2 separate regions of the Canis lupus genome follow, and region 2 is linked to region 1. A link is a contact called in public Hi-C data. All regions are on one chromosome and are shown on one strand. The core of a region is the stretch at or near the end of the contact, and the rest is flanking DNA. Distances in the headings are between cores, read along the strand shown. Region 1 holds the start of LOC119877037 (40S ribosomal protein S24-like). Region 2 holds the start of CDK17 (cyclin-dependent kinase 17).

Region 1 (4,853 bases), core at 592-3,091:
AATGAAATACAATGAGCCTATCTGGCCAAAGTCCCTCACATGCACATGTTAATTAATTAATTAAGAAAATGTCACATGGAGACTAGGAATAACAAGACCATTGACCCAGTTTCAGAGCCTAACATTTACAAAATGATCTCAACGTAGAGTGGGTTGTGTGTACATCCTGTTCAGTTTCTCTCTTCCTGGTTGTTGGGGTCAGGTTGTCTCATGAGGCTTGGGTGGGCTAAACTGAGCAACATTATGCTAAAATAAGTTTGCAATATTAGACCTTAGGAAACAAAAGCCAGAAAGAGAAACTACTTTTCCTATAAACTGTGAACTGTGGGATAACATCTTGCAAACAGCATGACTGGATAGAGGGTGACTTATGGATGAGTAGGAACGGGACTCTACATGATATATAATGTTATCTGTATAAATGATCATGAGCAAGGTAAAGTTTTGTTTTTCTTTTGTTGTCATTTTTTTCATTAACCAAATCTGTAGTTACACTAAATTGTAGGTCATTATTTTAAACTAGGGATAGCACAGTTTTGTTGTCTTTAATAATTCATTTTAGCATTTTTTATGTGACAGGCCCTATTCTAGGTGCTTTAGACACAGTAACGCATTTTAAAAACTTTTTTTTAAAGTTTGAGGTATGATCAACAAATAACATTTAATGCATTTCAGGTGCACAACATAAAGACTTGATATTTGTGTATATTGTGAAGTGATCATCTGTCACCCCACGTAGTTAACAGATGTTTTTCTTGTGATGAGAACTTTTAAGATGTACTCTTTTAGCAAATTTAAAATATGCGATACAGTATTATTAACTATAGTCACCATGCTGTGTATTATATTCCCATAACTTATTTATTTTATAACTAGGCGTTTGTACCTTTTGACCCTCTTCATGTATTTTGTTCCCCGCCCCACGCCCTACCCCCACCTCTGGCAGCCACTAATCTGTTCCCTGTAACTATAAGCTTGGATTCTTTTTTTTATTCCATATGTAAGTGTGGTCATATGATATGCAATTATCGTTCTCTGCCTGACTTATTGCACTTATCTTCAAGGTCCATCTCCGTTGTTGCAAATGGCAAGATTTTACTTTTTTTTATGACTGAATTATACACATGTGCGCACACACACACACACCCCCTACATTTTCTTTATCCATCCTTCCACTGATGGACAGTTCCGTGGTTTCCATATCCAGGCTGTTGAAAATAATGCTTTAATGCACACGGGGGTGCCTATATCTTTTTGAGTTGGTGTTTTCATTTTCTTTGGATAAATACCCAGAAGTGGAATTGCTGAATCATATGATGGTTCTCTCTCTCTCTCTCTCTTTCTCTCTTTAAGTTCTTATTTTATTAATCCTCTCAGGAAAAATCTGCACAATCACCACAGGTAAAGTCACTGCAGAATCTTTACTCCTTCTGTTGTTCAATCTCCAGCTCATTTGTTGCCAGCACCAACACTGGCTTTTGCAGTTCCCTTGGCCTTCTTCATTCTGTTCCTGCATTCCTTTTCCTGTGTTCTTGAGGTCTTTTTCTGCTCACACAGGCCATGTCTCGAAAGTCTATGTTTGAGTTCATTTTTCTTTGCATAAGCCAATGAATCATAAATCATGCCAAAGCTAGTTGTCTTGCCACCGCCCAAATAGGTTCTGAATCCAAACACAAAGATGACGTCTGTTGTGGTCTTGTCCATTTTGGCTAGTTTTTCCCGAATATCTGTCTCAGGTACTTTTGGCTTTCTGGGGTGAAGAACGCCAATGAATATTTGTTCCCTCTGGAGTTGTCGGTTGGCCATGAGCTGCTGGGGACGGATAGTTACTGTGTCAGTCATGATGGTGGCCAAGCTTCAAGCAGCCGAGGAAGAAAAGAGAATGACTATATGGTAGTTCTAGTTTTTTTGAGGAACTTCCATGCAGTGCTATAGTGGTTGCGTCATACTTGCAACCCCACCAACGGTGCTCAAGGGTTTCTTTTTCTCTACATCCTCACCAGCACTTGTTCTTTCTTGTCTTTTTGATGCTAGCCATTCTGATAGTTGTGAGGTGATAGCTCCTTGTGATTTTGGTGTGCATTTGGTGTGCTTTTGTTTTGCATTTCTCTGATGATGAGTGATGTTGAGCATCTTTTCATGTGTCTGTTGCCATCTGTATGTCCTCTTTGGAAAAATGTGTATTCGGATCCTTTGCCCATTTTTTTAATGAGGTTTTTTTTTTTTGTTTTTTTTTTTTTTTGCTGTTGTGCCGTATGCATTCTTTATATATTTTAGATATTAACCTCTTATTAGATATATGATTTGAAAATATTTTCTCCTATCTGGTAGAGTGCCGTTTCATTTTGGTGATGGTTTCCTTTGCTGTGCAGAAACTTTATAGTTTGATGTAGTCTCATTTATTTATTTGCTTTTGTTGCCTTTGTCTTTGGTGTCAAATTAAAAGAAAATAATCACCAAGACTGATGTCAAGGAGCTTCCTGCCTATGTTTTCTTCTAGGAGTTTATGGTTTCAGATCTTACATTCAAGTATTTAATTCATTTTGAGTTAATTTTTGGTATAATATATGGTATGAGATGGTGATCTAGTTTCATTCTTTTGCAGGTGGCTGTTCAGTTTTCCCAATACTATTTATTGAAGAGACTGTCCTTTCCCCTATTGTATATTCTAGGCCCCTTTGACCTAAATTAATTGACCATATATACTTGGGTTTATTTTGGGGGTCTTTATTCTGTCCCAATGATCTGTGTGTCTGTTTTCATGCCAGAACCATACTACTTTGATTGCTATACCCTCGTAATATGCTTTGCAATAGGGAACATGATGCTTCCAGCTTTGTTTCTCTTTCTAAAGATTGTTTTGGCTATTTGGGTTCTTCTGTGAGTCCATACAAATTTTAGAATAGTTTGTTCTATATCTGTGAAAAATACTATTGGAATTTTGGTGGGGATTGCATTGAATCTGTAGCTTGCCTTGGATAGTATGGAGATTTTAACAATATGAATTCTGATACCATGTTGAATAAAAGTAGTGAGAGTGGGCAATCTTGTTCCTGATCTTAAAGGAAAAGTTTTTGGCATTTCATCATTGAGTATTATGTTAGCTGTGGGCTTGTCATAGCTGACTTTTATTATTTTACACATTTCTATTAATCCTGACAGCAACCCTGTGAGGCAGGTACTATTACTTTTCCCATTTGGCAGATGGGGAAACTGAGGCACAAGTCTTGTCCTGGTTAAGTTCCAGGTTGCCTAAGTTATAAAGCAACCTGAGACTAAGTAACCAGCCAAGATTACCAACTAGTAAGTTTCAGAATTGGGATTCAGACCAGGCCCTAGAGCTGCAGAGCCTGGCTTTGAATCAGGCTCTTTGCTGGGTACAAAAAGATGGGCACATAGGTCATTCTCTTTTGTGATCACACAGGCCATTCTTACCACTGGGATCCCCTCCCTCCCATTCTCACGCCTTCTCCTGCCTGACCAGGAGATTCCTGTCCCTTTCTTTCTAAGAGTCCGCTCAGGTTTACCCTCTGCTGTGAACCCTTCCTGCAGACGTGGGCACGCACCTGTTTCTTCCCATGTTCTTCCTATGTTTTATTCAGTCTGAGATATCTGCTGCTTTTTAAATCTCCCCGGCTTCTTGTCTACATTCTCTGTCACCAGTTCTGTGGCTCCCCCTCCCCGATGTCAGAGGTGCTCCAAATAACCTGAGACCAGCCAGATCAGAGCCTTCCTTCAGGCCACAGTTCAGAGGTGACCAGGTGAGCCAGGTTTGGCTAATGAGAGTGAATCCTGGGACATGATGGGAGCTCATGGAGAGACACACATGATTCCGTTGTAAGTCTGGAGCTGCTGGAAGCCTTCTGTTGTCACCGTGTCCCTGAGGAGAGAGCCAAACTGAGGATCTGGAGAAAGGAATGAAGGTGAGAGTTGGCTGGTGACATTGTTTGAGCCTTTGGGTCACACTGCACCATACTTTTGGACTTGATTGGCTAATGAATGCCCTTTGTCGGCTTATGCCAGTGGGAGTTTCCTATCATTGGCATCCATAGGAATATGAACCAGTAGCTATGTTCTACTCTGTACCTACAGCTATTTCATAATACCAGTGTGGACTAGACCACAATCCTTTGGGAAGCAGCAGATGCTCAATAAATATTTGTTGAATGAATTTAGCTGAAGAGTGTTTTGGAGGACCTGAGTCTAGAGCAGGGACATTTTTATAGAGGCCAATGACTTAGCTGGTACGAGATGTAATCAAGGGACTTGGGTTGAAGAGTGAGACTGAAGGAATGGGACAGACACGAGACAGAATGAATTCCGCAATGGTACAGAGTGGGGTGGAGCAGTAGTCACATTAAAGCTTGAGTGCTACCCCAGTCTGTGTTTCTGGATCTGTGTGTTTTAGTTAACTTCTTAGCAGCCAACTAGATTAATTTAATATTCCTAGGTGGCTATTGCCTGTCTAAATACCCCACTGCTGCTAGTTTATCACAGCTGAAAGGTTAATGTTAGATAATCAGAGGCTCACGTAAAGCAAGTAAGCATGATCGTCACATAGAACAAGAGCTTTTATTAACCAACACATTTGGATCTTCCTAGATCCTAGGGACAGGACCAAGAGTGCAGGGGCCCAGACGACTCAGTATGTGGTGACAGGCAGCTACTGGACAATGGAATGGAGCATAGGCTAAGGGCAAAGCCCCCGAGTAAAATGGAAACTGGGAGGTGAAGTTTTCCTTGGTTATCTAACCACCAGCCAAGAGGACACCCCAGTAGGAGATGGTGGGAAGTTATGTATGTGCAACGGCACCCTACGACCCACTCCAGGACCCAGCGGAAGAGAGGAAGAA
Region 2 (5,259 bases), core at 2,147-4,646, 290 kb after region 1:
AAACTAATCTTTCGTCATATATATATATGAAAGAAGGCAATTTTAAAAGTAGATAAAATACTCTAATGATTATTTTTATAAGCTGAATTTAACATATAATGTCCTTTTTCTACAACACAGCAACACATTCGCTAAGTACTTATCCTCCATGGAAGTATAAAAGCTACAAAAAATAAAATAAAATAAAAAAATAAGCCATGACATGATGCTGCAATTTTTATAAAGACTGAAGAACACTAATAAAGACTCAAAATATAATACTTTATAAATATTCAGCACTATTAGACAATAACAAAGAAAATACCAGGGAAAAAATTTGTATTCACATATAATTTTTCCTAATATTAAAGGAAATCATCTTCATTTCTAAATATCTTCCTCAGTTGCCATTATTGTTTCTATTATTCACAAGACTTGCAGTTGTTTAGTTAGCACTATTTCATGAGTAAAGGAGAAACATATTGCTGAAAATAAGGCGAAAAACAAAAGCCTCACGGACTAAATTATTTTATAGGTCATCTCGTTCCACCATAGTCATAGGACTGAAGCAATATCTGAAAACTAAACATATCAACAAATACATACATTAAAATCTGTTGAGTCAACACAACTATTCTGTACTACAAAAAATAAAATTTTTCTATTTTTGTAAAACCAATGATTTATTAGCCTAAGATTAGTGCTGTACAAATCTACCCCCATCTATCAGATCATTACCATATACTGAATCAATTCTTCCGATTTTATCTTCCTTACTATGTATCTTTCTCCCTTCAGGTAACCAGAGCACATCTGGCAGGCTGCACTATTTCAAACAGCTGACACCTGAAAGTGAGTGACTTTGTTGGGCCTTGGTTCAAGGATGAGAATAAACTATTTTATAGAAGCTTCTTCTAGTAATAGGAAAATTAGGTTATTAACAAGCCTTCATACTTCATACACTTTTTTTTTTCCTGCCTGTAAGAGGAATGTAAAAATTTGGAAAATACAGAACTGTATTTTTATTCAGCCATAAATCCTACCACCCAGAAATCTTACTTAACTTTTTAGTAGATTTCCTTCAGAGAATTAAACTTCAATAATCTAATTAAACACTAATAAATACCCAGGGGAAAAAAAAAAAAAAAAACAATGTACCTTTATTTTGGCCTTTTGAGAAGTATTATATAAAAACATTGATTATTAATGATACAACCTGTTAATTTTACAAGGATATCTGAAAAGTGTTAAGTGGTGAGGGTGGGATAGGGAGTCCCACAGTTCGGAGACTGGTCCCTAGGCTGAAATCCCCTTCACAATTTTTATAGCTTCAAATACTTGAATGGCAGCAAGATGTGACTGTTTTTAGAATGATATCAATAGTAACTTCGCTACATCAAACAGGCTTTACTTTTAATTTCTTTCCATTCATAATTCAGTATCTCCTTCCTTTCGCTGTAAATATATATCTATACATACATACATACATACATATATATATTTTTAAACAGCTTAAATTCAAAGACTCAACTATTTTCTTTGAGGTCCAGCATTCAAACTGTTAGTGTTTCTGGCCTAGGAGACAGTCCACCAGGTAAAACGATAATATTTTTATATTCCAAAATTCTCCATCATAAAAAGACCATTCCCTAAAGATAGCCACATTTTTTTTCTTTTGTTACAACCCTCGTACATCTAAGTATGCAGATGCTAGAATTACAGAGACTGATACGACTTCATCCACAAACAAAAAACCAATAAACTACTGCCGGCAAATTTTTTTTTCCTTCTTAAAATTTGCTTGAACCTATTTCTAGCTTCGACAGAGGCTTTCGTTAACTCAAGGCATCAAAGGTCTTAAAACCAACCCCATTCATTATTCTCCTCTGCCCGGTGGTCAACAAAACAAGTCGAAAATACAGTAGCGCGAATGTGTTCCTTTGACCTTCTTACACAAGCGCCTTTTGAAAGAAATCCCTCAACAAAGACTCAAGAAAGAATCCGTAAAGTTTGGGGAAAGCATTGTCTGTCACTGATAAGTGACAGCAGGTCTGGCTGCCGGGGATACACTCCGCTGACCCTAAGGAAGAGCCGAGACTCGAAACAAAATTCGCCACTTTTGTTATCTAGAAAATTTGGCGGAGAGGTGATAAAGCTCCATGACCAACGACGTGACTCTGATGGACGAATTAATACAGACGGCGGAGGAGCGCCACGGGTTTCGGCTACGCTTCTGCCGTTTTTGAAAGAAAAGCTAATTGTTAGCGGCCATGTGACATTACAGGAGCCCAGAAAGGAAAGGGTGGGAGGGAGGGAGAGGAGTTCAAGGCAGTTCAGGGTCAGAGCGAGCTCAGGCATCCTGTCATTAGCTCACGCTCCCCGCAGGCTGGAGGCAAAACACTGCTTACCCGAAAAAGGAGTGGGTGAGAAGTGGGCAGAGAACGGTGGGGAGAGAACGCGGGGGGGGGGGGGGGGCACGCGGCGGCGAGGGGCGGGGGGCGGGGGACCCGGGGCCAGCCCGCGGACTTGGGGAGCGAAGGCACCGGCCACAAAAACGCTGAGAAAAGCAACTGCCACGGAGACGACAACCCCGGGCGGCTGCCCAGGCCCCCTCCCCGCCGGCTCCCCGGGTTTCCCGCACTCGCGGCCCCTCCGCCGCGGCCCCGCGCTCAGGGGTGTGACCCGCCGGCGGGAGGCCGCGCTCAGCTTTGTCTCGGCGGCTCCCCACGCGCGGGCTCCCGCTCCTCCCCCGCGCCCGCCACCCGCTCACACCCCCCGCGTCTCCAAGGAGCTGGGAGCGCCGCGGCCGCCGCCGCCGCCGCCGCCGCCGCCGCCTCCGCCTCGTCGCCCACCTCCCGCAGCCTCGCGCCCTTCCTTCCCCGCGGCCCCGCCCCCGCCCCCGCCCCCGCCGGGGGGAATCTGTGTCTCGGGGGACTTTCGGCCTCCTCGCGCCCCCCCGCCTCCCCCGGGGTCCAGGTGGGCAGCGAGCCCCGGGGGTGGCGGCGACCGCGCGCGCCTCCGCGAAGGAGCCCGTCACCTCCCCACAGCCCAGCCCAGCCCAGCCCAGCCCCGGAAATGCCCCGGCGCCCCGGGGATCGCGCGCGGGGCCGGGGGCCACCGGCACCCGCGAGCCCCCCCGGCCGCGCCTGCCTCTCTCAACTTCCCGGCCGGGCCTGAGCCCGCGGCGCCCCGCCACGGCCGCCCTCCCGCCCCGCGGGGCTCGCGAGGGTCCGCCGGGCGGCAGGGAGAGCCCCGCGCGGTCGCCAGCCGCCAACTCACCAGCGAGCGCGGGGGCCGCGTCTCCAGGCGAGGCGCGGAGGGTGAGCGGCTCCGCCGACGCCCGCGGCGACCGGATGCAGGTCCGGGTCCCAGCGGCCGGCGGGGGACCCACGGCGCCTCCGAGGCGCAGGCCTCCGCTGCCGCCTTCCGGCCCTCGCCCGGGTCCGGAGCCTTCGGGAGGGGCCGCGGGTGCCTCACGCGTTGCCGAGCCCCCCGGACAACATGGCTCCCGGGCCGCCGGGCCGCCGGGCCGCCGGGCCGCGCGGGCAGCCCACTAATCCCCTCGGAGGGGCCCGGGCGGGAGCGAGGCCGGGCAGGGAGGTGCCGGCGCTCGGCTGAGGCGGCCCGCCCGGACCGGGGCTCCTTCTTCTCTGCGGCCGGACCCGGAGGAGCTCGGGAGACCGCGGGCGGCCGCTCCCGTTCGCTGCGTGTGCGTCGCTTTCTCGCTCGGCGACTGCGGATTGACGCCTCCGCCTGTTCCCCGGAGGAGAGCGAGCGAGCGAGCGAGCGAGCGAGAAAAAAGACTTTTATTGAAACGATCCAACCAGCAGCAGCGGAGAAAAGCGACCCGCCGCGGGAGCTTCCCCCACCCCCGCCTGAGCGGCTCGCGGCGGGCAGCGCGACCCCTGCTGGCGGCGGCCGCGGGGCGGGGCCGGCGGGCCGGGGGCGGGGCCGGGGCGGGGCCCGGAGGGCGGGGCGGGGCGGGGTATCCCCGGGAAACCCCCCGCCCGGGGGTGGGGGCCCTGCTCCCGGCGGCCGAGCTCCTGGAGCCGCGGGAGGGAGGTGAGAGGGCGAGAAGGTTCGGTAGAGCCACTCCGCGGGCATCGGGAACGAGATTACCCCGGTAATTCGGCCCCTTCATCCTCCTCCCACCCCCCCCCTCCCCAACGAAACAAAAACTCTTGCTTAAATTACCCAAGTAATTATGTAATGAAGATACCAGTGCCGCAGTTCTCTACCAAAAGGTTTTCTGGAGAAAAGGGCCCACACCTGAGCCTGTTGTTGGCCCCTTTGCTCCTCTATTGTGGGTGCCTGGGTGGGCAGCTGTGCAGCAGTCATTCCCGCACGCAGGCAGCGTTTGTTCATTTCACCTTTTTATATCTTCTTGGCAATGCCCTAGGTCCTCAAAGGACTGCGTCGAGCTGGGGTGAGAGATGTTCAGTAAACGGTTATAATGAAATTCTGAATTTTATGAGAAAGGAAATACAAGGTGCTATAGGAGAGCGGAGAAGAACTTCTGTTGCCCTTGGTTAGGTTTTGTTTTCTTGGGGGGAGGGGGCGCCAAGAGGTTGGCCCAGTTTCTGTGAATGTTTTTACTTTGTTCTTTTCTCAGAGGCTAAAAGCTGGTTCAGGAATGAACAGCAGAGTGAAAGTGAAGACAAACTAAAGTAATACTGACCCATTTTTTCCCACTAATAAGGATAAAAGCAGAAAGTAAAAACAAACCCCTAGAGGGAGATAATGAGAGGATAGAAAAGACAAGAGTGGGGACCGGATGTGGACAACCTAAACAAGAAAAAATTTTAAACCACATAAAAAATCTGCTAAAGTGAGATATAAATATTTTTCCATTTTAATACTCAGAAATAGTCTTCGTAGATTTTTAATGCAATTTCAAATGTCCTAAGGACTTCTGCTAATTATCTTCTTGGATTCCTGGACGAATCCTTTCCCTCTAAAAATAATGCCTCTGGATTTCTTTCTCTCATTTTGTTGGGCAAAGTTGAATGTATCTATTGTAATAACCCAAAAAAGTCATACATTTCAATCCGATTTCCGTGCCTCTAAAATTAACCAGGATCCATAAATAAGCAACATTTATGCTCTGCACATATTTAACACTAGCTTATCATTTCTATACAAATGCAAATATAGAACACAAGCTTTCCTTTAGAACAAGTGTGCTTAAAAAAAAAAAAAAGTTAATGATGCTTTGTCAATTTGTCCAAGTTGGAGAACTTGTAACATGCCAAGAATATAGCATCACTATTACATAGCATC

What was found. A called contact is a pair of places that touch in the nucleus more often than the background predicts.
Region 2: a Hi-C map of blood shows a contact between it and region 1, with 3 times the contacts expected there. The contact joins the promoter of CDK17 here to the promoter of LOC119877037 in region 1. A contact is called at or near these places in 3 of 9 Hi-C or Micro-C datasets (amygdala and blood).

Annotation. Positions count from the first base shown.
Region 1 is chr15:36,132,861-36,137,713 of UU_Cfam_GSD_1.0, forward strand. It overlaps LOC119877037 (40S ribosomal protein S24-like), which reads right to left and starts at 1,842. Exons shown (of 1, transcript XM_038558702.1): 1 at 1,316-1,842. The coding sequence starts at 1,842. The coding sequence ends at 1,450. LOC119877038 (a long non-coding RNA gene) reads left to right here. Exons shown (of 7, transcript XR_005370572.1): 2 at 3,664-3,923. LOC111090047 (a long non-coding RNA gene) reads right to left here. Exons shown (of 5, transcript XR_005370570.1): 5 at 3,371-3,905.
Region 2 is chr15:36,424,301-36,429,559 of UU_Cfam_GSD_1.0, forward strand. CDK17 (cyclin-dependent kinase 17) reads right to left here and starts at 3,397. Exons shown (of 17, transcript XM_038558706.1): 1 at 3,259-3,397. It overlaps LOC106559785 (a long non-coding RNA gene), which reads left to right and starts at 3,981. Exons shown (of 2, transcript XR_005370577.1): 1 at 3,981-4,102; 2 at 4,379-5,259.